Regions from separate parts of the Bombyx mori genome. Here region 1 is linked to region 2. The links are chromatin contacts, called in public Hi-C maps. All regions are on one chromosome and are shown on one strand. Each heading gives the region's core, a stretch centred on a gene start, on an enhancer-like site or on the middle of the called end of the contact. The rest is flanking DNA. Distances are from core to core; before and after follow the strand shown. Region 1 holds the start of LOC101736101 (oligosaccharyltransferase complex subunit ostc-A). Region 2 overlaps LOC101735970 (SUN domain-containing ossification factor).

Region 1 (5,309 bases), core at 1,664-4,163, 81 kb after region 2:
GTAACAAACTGAGAAGGAACATTTAAAATAGGAGTACCAACAACAGGCGTTGGCCTACATGAGGCCGTTGACGTAAAACTGCAGTTTTTGTTAGATTAGCACAGAGCCAACGTCCGGTGATTTCGCGCGATAACTGTACAAAACTGTTCATAATCCTAATGAACAATTATAAGCTGTATAACTATCATAGAACATAAGATATTTGACATATGCTTGAATCGGGCTAAATATTTGCATTTAAATACAAGATCCGAATAATAATATTTGGACAGTCGGTTTCACGATCAATTTCACGCGTCCGGTGGAAGTTCTTCTCTTTGTCGATTCCACCAAAAAAAAATTTTTATTTTTTATTGATTGGGTAGGTGGACGAGCTCACAGCCCACCTGGTGTTAAGTGGTTACTGGAGCCCATAGACATCCACGACGTAAATGCGCCACCCACCTTGAGATATAAGTTCTAAGGTCTCAAGTATAGTTACAACGGCTGCCCCACCCTTCAAACCGAAACGCATTACTGCTTCACGGCAGAAATAGGCAAGGTGGTGGTACCCACCCGCGTGGACTCACAAGACGTTCTACCACCAGTAACAAAATTAAAATAAAATAAATTCAATTTCTTTAAATTATAAGGCCAAAACAAAAACAAAAAAAAACTCAACAGCTTTTTTTATCGAAAGTAATTCGTAACAATTGCTTTACGTCGTACACGAACTCGTGATTCGCTAGTTTAATGATTTAATCTAAAAATAACTTCACTTTCATTCGCTATAGTTTACGAACGGTGAATGTTGTAATAAAATAGTTTTTATTATCGGTAATCACTGCGTCATGATAAAAAAAATAATGATTTACTATTCGCGTCGATTCAATTTCGAACAACAAAAAATACAAATCGTTTAGTTGTTGTACACATTACGGTTCTGTGTATTTTTGGGTGATTATTTATTTATTTCTGACAATCTGCTAATTTATTTATCCTGTCTATATCATTATTTAACTATTAACTATAATTAGTAGTTCGACTACGACATGGTACTGTTAAAATATTTACTGTTATAGCGTATGTACATTTTAGGGAAGGATGGAATCAACATCCTTCAGTCACGGGTGCAATGTAGTGGGTAGTGGATAATCATTATAAACCTCGCGCCGCTGTCAATCGTGACGTCCCGTCGTTCCACAGGAGAAGAGCTACACTGCTATTTAAATGACCCTATTACACCCTATTAGCGGAAGTTTGGATCTAAGTATTGTTAGATAAGTTAGATACTCAAAAGGTCGTTGACGTGAATGTTGAATAATATTTTTACGGGGACTCGAACGATGCTGAGTCGATGTAATACGAATTAGGTCACACTCTACTGGTGGTAGGACCTCTTGCAAGTCCGCGCGGGTAGGTACCACTACCCAGCCCATTTCTGCCGTGAAGCAGTAATGCGTTTCGGTTTGAAGGGTGGGGCAGCCGTTGTAACTATACTTGAGACCTTAGAACTTATATCTCAAGGTGGGTGGCGCATTTACGTTGTGGATGTCTATGGGCTCCAGTAATCACTTAACACCAGGTGGGCTGTGAGCTCGTCCACCCATATAAGCAATAAAAAATAGACTTACGGCTTAGGCAGCACGACAATCGAACAATAGATTTAAGATTCAGAACAGCCTAAAACCTAAATAATCGAAAGATCACATCGATTCTCAAATAGAAAAACAGCAACGTAAGCTTTAGCATTCGTTACCAGTATTATAATAATTTACGTTCTGATAATTTTAATAACAAACTAACTTTGTATCGTGAAGCCACGTACACATGTACCACGGCAAGGTCGCCACTGATGAAAGATAACAATGATTTTGCGTTTTTTCAACAGTACCACGCCGATAGTGTTTGTGCTGTGTGTGAATTCATGATCGAAGTACATGACGAGAAGACGCGAAAGTCATCCGCGTTTTTCAGGGTGGCGCTTAGGAGACTAGGTTTCAAATGTTATTAAATACTAGCTCTGTACCCGTCCGCTTCACTGGGCATTTAAAATTAACATTATTATTTCTCACCCCCACAAAGATTCTCATCATTAACGCCCCCGCAACTGGTGTAGGGAGTCCAACACTCATATAAATATTGCCTATCCATTAAGTACATGTATTTTCTACATGGATACCAAGTTTAAAGTTAATCGGATGCCTGGTTCAGTAGTTATAACGGAACATCCGTAAAAACCACTGTAGATTTATATATTAGTATAGATAACTTCTTCGATACTATTACTTTAAGGCTCCAAATAAAAAGAGCCTTTGTCAGCCAAAATCATTACTTTTTCATTGTTTTACACGGTCGGCTTAATGCAGTGCTACCTTGTCGTTACATTTCGTGTTACCTGCGTTTTTTATTGCCGCTATAGGTAGACAAGCTAACGGCTCAGTTGGTGGTATGTAGTCACGCCCACCCGAGTACTACGGAGAAATTTCCAAAAACAGAAGAAGGACATGTCAACAAGTTCCCTGAGAATGAACGCAGTGGTTCCAGATAGTATAGGTGAAATTTTTTTGATGGCGAGCAATGGGACTATCAAAAGGAGATGAGGAATCATCTCGAATAAATCCTCAGAGCACTCCCAATGGAACATACGGTAGAAAACACAGAGAGAATCGAAGTCCAGCCGTAGACCAAAGAGTTACGAAACGATAAGTGAGAATGGGATTATCGACAATTCTAACAACAAACAATGTAGGATTAGCTTCGTAATTGAATATAAAATTCACATTAGATGATTGTATAGTTTTTTGTACAATTGCGCAGGTAAATCTCTCTCTCTCTCTCTCTCACTCTCTGTCACTTTCTACTTTGAAAATTTTACTTATGTCATCTGCATCCGAATGTTTATATTTAGCGACGGTCGCTCCTTTTTGTTGAACATCTCTCGGCTGTGACCACGCATAATTCAAAATACAGTTTTACTGGAAAGTGATAGAATAATTCAGATTTGAAAGAAATAACGTAAAAACTACTTTCCTAAACCGATTTTCAAGCCGCCCCAATTTTATTATAAATCAATGTTTGTCATACTTATTTCGGTATCGATAAAAACAGAAACATTTCGCGCGTTTGATTGAGGATCAAGACCTTGGAGCCAGGGAAAACCGAACGTCACGCGAATAACAAACACGCACGCAAACTTTTACGAAGGTCATTGGTCTTTACGATACGACACATGCGAGCAGTGTAAATGGTCGTGATTTCGGTCATCATATGTGTATCGGAGGAGGCGACCAATTGAAACAATTGAAGAATATTAATTTAGTAAACCGGAGTTATTAAACTGGCCAAACTAAGTTGATCTATTAAATAATTCTAATCCTGTCATCCTTTACTAAATGGGGCGTATCGTGAACTCACATCGGCAGGTACTACGTGAGAATTTGTCGTGATGTCTGTGTGCTTAGTGCGAGTTTTTTAACGTTGTCGATAGCGTAAAAGTTAAGTCAAATTTGTAGGGAGTTGGAACGTTTGCCTATGTTTGCCGCTAGGTTTGAATGGTGAGACTGCATTTACTACAACCGACCTCATGTTTATTGACGTTGCTATGTCCACAGACTCCGTATATATGTAAAACTGTTACAATAAACGGTCATCCGAATTTCAGCATCCATTTTCTTGTCAGATACTTCATAGTAGAAAAGTAGAACAACTTTGACTATGACCTTTGATGACAGAACAATTTCCTATAATTGCCGAAATAGAAATGAATGCCAAAATAAAGGACGCATTTTTTTCTTCTTAAAATGACGTCATGTATATCTAGTATATTACAACAGCAAGCTTAATTTTTATCGTCAAGCTTACGAAACAGAACCACGTGTCGGTCGCGGCGGGCTCGCTCCGTGACACGCCCACTTTGACTACGTCAGGTGGCGCTGTATTAATAACGGGAGATCCGCTAACGACATTCTTGTTCTATTTTCGAATCATGTCAGCTGATATTCATATGTTTTTTAAATCTATTTTTATTATTACTTGGCTACTATAGTTATAAAGGTTTTCTAATATACAGTTTATATTATAGAAGGCAGTTAACACTGCTTATGGAATTGGGTGATTTCAGAGGCGCTACTAAGCAGCTGAGAATTCTTCTGGAGCATCATTTGAAGAAACATATGTCATAAAACTCAGGAAGCATGGCGGAAGACGGATGAATAGATTGAATAGATTTCAGTCTAGAGTCAAATGGTATGTGGAAAAAGTTGAGTAGAAGTGGATTGAACTATAGGAGCTCTATCATACTTAATTTAGAAGATCACCAGTGACCCAAAATATGAAGTAGGTATGTTAAAGTTTTTATTATATTATGTCATTAATCTGTAGTCAACAGCCTGTTTTTCACAAATTATGATTTGACAAACTGTAAAATATTTTTGTCATTGGTTACATATCAGTTAATTGCATGAAGCATTGTTGTTGTTTAATTAACATGATCAATCATGTTCATGATCAAATAATATTTGCATTGATAATATTTATTGTATGCAAACTTAACTGGAATTTTAATTAAATTCTATCAACATCAATAATTATGATCATCCTCAAGTACAAGATAACAAAATGTTTATTTATCACAAAACCATTAGTATTACTATAATCTTATTGTTAATCATTATTGAGGTTATTAAGTGCACCCACTGTTACGAATGAGGCAAATACAAAATCAAGCATTTTCTATTAAAGTAGATATTTTTATCCATAAAATCATCATAAAATTACCGTTACTATTTTAACCATTGCTTATTTAAACAAATTTATTTGAAGGTAACTACTGCATTTCCTGTAACCGCTTTAAGTAGCATAGATAACAAAAAATAAAAGTGAAGGCTGACAAAAAACTGAACTCACTTTCACTAGCACTCAGAAGAGCCAAATAATGTTGCCTCTATCCTGTTCCTTAACAAAAACATTGAATTGTCTGACGTTTAAAAGAAAATTCTTAATATAATAATATACTAAAGTATCTAGTATAGTATCTATACAACAAGTAGTATAGTATTTCTACAAAGCACATTCTGTAATTTGCTCCTGACATGTATTACATTTATAAATTTGTTTATACTATTGTAGACACCTCTAGTTGTTAAGGGATAGAGATAAATTAAAAGGTTAATAGAGTTACTTAATTTGTAAGTCTAAGTGGTAATCCATTAGATTAAACACTAATGAAGTTTTATATTAAAACCCACTTTATTAAAACCTAGTTCAAGTCAAGTATTGAGCTTAAATGATTACAAAGATGAACAATTCACTTACCCATCAGTGGTCAC
Region 2 (5,159 bases), core at 1,148-3,647:
ACAGGTTCTTGGAGGGCTCCGTCTCGGCGGCCGGCACGTCGGGAACGTCTATTATCTCGTCGTCTTCGTCCTCGTCGATATGAGCGGGATGTTGCGAATTCTCCTTCTCTAGCACCTCGAACTCTGAAGTGCCGTACACTTTGAACAGCGAAATCGGACAGTAATGCTCCGAGCCGTGATGCGAAAGCATCTCGACTTTTATGAACTTGCCGAATAGATGTGGGTACAGGTCGAAGCTTTGCACGTCTCTCATGTCTTGGGCGGTGAACTGTCCGACGCTAGCCCAGTCTCTCGTCGGGAACCGATCGCTAAAGTAAACGGCGATGTCTTTGGGAGTTGAAGAAAACAACTCGAAGTTGGCTATCTCTATTTTTTGAGCTTGAACAGCTTCGCAGAGTTCGACGACGAACCAAATGCGACTGTTGCACGTGTTGAGCATGTACTCGTCCCGGTTGGGTGAGAGGATGGAGCTGGGCGAGCCCGCCTCCGGGTTGACGGCGACGACCTTGGCGCCGCACGCCAGCGACGCGTAGTTCTTCGACCGCAACTTCACGCTCTTACTACTAAAATTAGTATTACTATGACTAGGTTGACTCGAGTGATTCAGTACTGTGTCCTGTTTCTCTGCCTCGGCGAGTTGTTTCTGCGCCCACTCCGAAAACGAGGGGATGTCTTCTTGCGGGGTTTCCGGTTTGACTGGAACGTGAACCGGTTCTTCATCTATTTGTTCTTCAACTTGAGATTCTAAGACTTCTCCGTCTGGTTGAGATGCATCTTCTGTTTGTTTCAGTTCATGTTTGGGGACCGCTTTCACAACCAGTCTCGGTTCTGTGCTTGGCTTGTCCTCTAAACTGTCTGTTTCACTTTCAACCTTTATTGTATCGGTGTCGACGATTGAAAATGCCTTGGTGTCGTTGTGCTCGTCGGAGTCATTTACGAACATTAGTTCATCCGTATTGCCCAGGTCCAATTTCGCGTTATCCCCGAACGATATAAGAACCGGAGGCTGCCCTGTGTCAGGTAATCTGAAAGTAATGAAATTGAAATCAATTAATATATTTTTTTACTTCAAACTATAAAATATGTATTTAAACTACATTATTTTTACGTTATTTAATGAAAAGTAAATTAGAATCCAAAAGTAATGAAAATAGAAAACTGAACCGTCCGATAAAGTATAATCTTTATGTTTTATTTATTTATTGGTTAGACGGATGGACGAACTCACAGCCCACCTGGTCTTAAGTGGTTACTGGAGTCCATAGACATCTACAACGTAAATGCGCCACCCATCTTGAGATATAAGTTCTAAGATCCCAAGTATAGTTACAACGGCTGCCCCACCGTTCAAACCGAAACGCATTACTGCTTCACGGCAGAAATAGGCAGGGTGGTAGTACGTACACGCGCGGACTCACAAGAGGTCCTACCACCAGTAAATTAGTACGTCCCATCTCCCGCACGACCGCATAACTATTACAAACGTTCAAAAAATTCGATGTCATTACAATAAATCTAAACATAGCCTCAAACATAAATTCCTTCTTTTGCGCGTACAACGCACCGCTCAATTGACACAATAACTTGTTTATTTGTTATGGCTTCCTACGCATCCGCTCTACACGCGAACGATCAGTGTTTGTCACATTTCGAGTTAAGAATTGACCTCTCTTTTTCAATGTAGCTCATGTCATCAACGATATAAAATTATGGACGACTAGCTGTATCCGCCCGCTTCACTGGACATTTAAAATTAACATTATTATTTCTCACCCCCATAAAGATTCTCATCATTAACGGCCCCGCAACTGGTGCAGGGAGTCCCAACAATCATATAAATAGCCTATCCATTAAGTACATGTATTTTCTACATGGATACCAAGTTTCAAGTCAATCGGATGCATGCTTCAGTAGTTATAATGGAACATCCGTAAAAACTACTGTAGATTTATATATTAGTATAGAAGATAGATCAAAACTAGTCCCATCAATAATACCAATATACTAGCGACCCGCCCTCGCTTCGCTTCGGAAATTAAAAATTTGTTATTGATAGCCGAGTCCCGCGATGTTATCCGCGGTTATTTTCATACCGCGGGTGACGCCGCGGGGCGAAGCTAATCTAAAAAAAGTAGCCTTAGTTACTCCTTATATCATCAGCTACCTATCAGTGAAAGTCTCGTCAAAATCTGTCCAGCCGTTCCAAAAATTAGCCAGAACAAACAGACAGACAAAAATTGTAAAAAATGTTATTTTGCTGTATGTACCGTATATACATATACATTACACATTACAAAGAGACACTCCAATTTTATTTATACGTCACTACAAGGAATCTAATTGACTAATAGACATAAAGCTATGCTGTACTATGTTTGCCCTGTTTAGTCATTCGCGATTGTAATGACGAAACGGACAAAACCTGCAGCGCTGAATCGCTTCTCCCTGCTTCTTTGTTTTCTACTTCTTCTCCTTCCATTTCTGGATCACGGTGTATTTCGTTTAAATCGTCGAAAAACGAGACTCTTGTTATAAAAACAAAGATGTGATTAAACGTCATACAAAGAGTTTTGTCTTGAACAGTCACTGAAAACGAAGTATTGATTTCCAAAACGGTATTTTTAGACTCGTAAAGACTTAGTGCCTACATATAGCTGTGTTTTAAACAGTCGCAGAGTGCTCTGTAACGTTATTATCTTATTTATCTTTCGTAATTAGAATCTACTGAAATCGAATGGGGTAAATAGCGCTTTATACAGCACAGCTTAATGTTGTTGCTCTACGCACACAAAGGAATTGTGGGTATTTTTGTTTAAATTTGCGCAGAGTTTTATTGAAATTTTTACGCATCGTGTTTTCAATCGCAGGAATGTTTTCTGCGTGACACAGCAGAAACACAGCAGTCGATCCAATAATTTAACAAAAATAACTTGATGCGAATTAATGTATCTTTAGAGTTGTCGAGGGCTTGATTTCTATAATATTTTTTTGATAACTTATTTAAGGAATACCTTATCCTAAAAATGGTCAAACAGATATTTATAATGCATTAGAATCGATTACAATTCGTACACGCCTTAATAGAACAGATAACTAAAAATAGAATATTATACTGTATAGTTGTTGGGCTTTAAAGTCCCCTAGATATAGTCCCTTAGGCTTCCAGCGAATTGCTAGGGAAATGAGTTATCATTGTTTGCCTGATCACAGAAATATAGAATAATCAAGACACCTCGATAAATCTAACATTTGATGTGGTGGAACTAATATGATGAAAGAAGAAATTGTTTAGGAATCTTGGCAAGAACCAAACGTATGAACTTAAGAAGTAACATCATTAAATTTCGTGATTAGTAATAATAGTACTATAGAGGTTAATGCACCGTCCAAACTTACACACTCTCAATAATCAATAATACTTTCTATTTGTGCTCTCAGATCGATTGATAAAGTTCTATTTAATTGTATGTTACATGTATGTATTATATAATATAGGTTAAACATAAAACCATCAAAAGTTGAGTAACGTGTTGGGTATTAGTACAGGCTGATACTGCCGCCTAACCCATTTTTCATCTTAAGACCAGGGTCGAGGATGGCGAAGTTTTATGATTAAATGATCGAATGACGAGATCGTCCTTGAAAGATTTTGTAAGCCAACGCCTGATTTATTTAGAATTGAAAAAAGCCCAAAAATAACAGGGTCTTTCGATAAAGGAACGAACATCCCTCTCAATGTGCTGGTAGCAGATTTACACATTATAAGAGCAGCTGACATAGTCACAACTTGACAAAAACGGTGTCAGCACCGAAAAGTCGGTTGGTTATCATAAAAATAACATTCAAAAGGGTATTTTATTGCGTATTCTGTTTCAAAGGTATGGTCGTGGCACACGTCTATAGATTAGCAGACGGCAACTTCACCCATTCGCATTGTAATACAATGTTACTAGCGTTCGAATACGAATTTAGTTCACCCAGTTTCGAGAAAAGTACGAGACAGTGTAAGATTGTGTAGTTTATATATTTAACGCGAAATTGCTGCAAATTCTCACTGCACAATACAAACAGTATGCATAGATATACCAAAACGCGCGGAGAAAGTGCAACAGACATTATTTCCTAACAGATTGAACATTTTAACACTATACTATTGTATACCTAAGTTATCTATACTTCAGTCGATAACCTACATGTTATCAACTAAATGCCAAACAAGACAAAATGCTTTTTTTAAGTTAAATCTTTGCGTTCTAATTATCTGTTGCTATTAGGGTATTTTCAATATAATGTTCTTCAGCAGTGGCTCTATTAGCGGAGTTTATCAGTAAATTTGGAACACCGAGTCCATTTGGGCCTGTTTTTCCATTTTTAGTCTGTTCATGAACTCAATCAAATTCGCCCTCTATCTTTACATCCGCATATTTAACTTTAGTTTGTTGACTATACAACTAAGCATTTGTTAATTTAGCATAATATTCATTAATTATTTATTGAATGTGGTATCAAAAAGATATCGTTGGGCGTGTCCATATTACCAAAATACCCCTCAAAACCAATTTTGCGATGCATGGACTCATCGTTCTTGCAGAAAGCTACAAATGATCAGTCATTAAGCTCCATTTTATTAGAGACAACAAAATCCTTACGTGTAAAATATCTTGGTCAGTCCCTGGTGGCCACCGTACGACAACAGCTGACATATTAGCAGAGCCGCAAGCAGCGCCCGCGGCGGCGACATCGTGCAACCGCCGCCGGCGCATTGGCGAAGCACCGATACACTAATCACGATACCAAACACACAGCACACGACGAACGTCCAAACGCGACCGATGATCACGACCTTCTTAATAAATCTCTAGCGGCACACTGAAATGCACTTTAAATTTTGTCCGCATGTAGTTCTTGCTCCCAGTCTTATGGCACATAGAGCGTAGTAGTAATTTGGTCACTATTTGTTGCACTAGTTCAAGCGTATGAAAGCTTTTAAAGATTTCACGAATCTATTAGTTAAATAATTAAAATATGATTAAGAACCTACACTTCAATGTTTGCAAAACAACGATTCAGCGTTCGTCAATTTATCCAAACATACCTGTTTTAATTGTATCGAAACTCAACAGAAACATTAGTCACCAGAAAGTCCGGCGTTATTCAAC

The links. A called contact is a pair of places that touch in the nucleus more often than the background predicts.
Region 1: a Hi-C map of midgut shows a contact between it and region 2, with 2.6 times the contacts expected there. The contact joins the promoter of LOC101736101 here to the enhancer-like site in region 2. A contact is called at or near these places in 2 of 7 Hi-C or Micro-C datasets (midgut and whole pupa).

What each region holds. Positions count from the first base shown.
Region 1 is chr4:1,830,870-1,836,178 of ASM3026992v2, forward strand. LOC101736101 (oligosaccharyltransferase complex subunit ostc-A) reads left to right here and starts at 2,914. Exons shown (of 4, transcript XM_004929108.4): 1 at 2,914-3,536; 2 at 4,103-4,321. It overlaps LOC101735970 (SUN domain-containing ossification factor), which reads right to left. Exons shown (of 4, transcript XM_004929107.5): 2 at 5,296-5,309.
Region 2 is chr4:1,750,509-1,755,667 of ASM3026992v2, forward strand. It overlaps LOC101735970 (SUN domain-containing ossification factor), which reads right to left. Exons shown (of 4, transcript XM_004929107.5): 3 at 1-1,025. Among protein-coding and RNA genes, the nearest start is that of LOC101735838, 19 kb to the left of the region's middle. Within about 2 kb of position 2,398, at least 2 of the 8 cell types and tissues checked have open chromatin away from gene starts, as enhancers often do.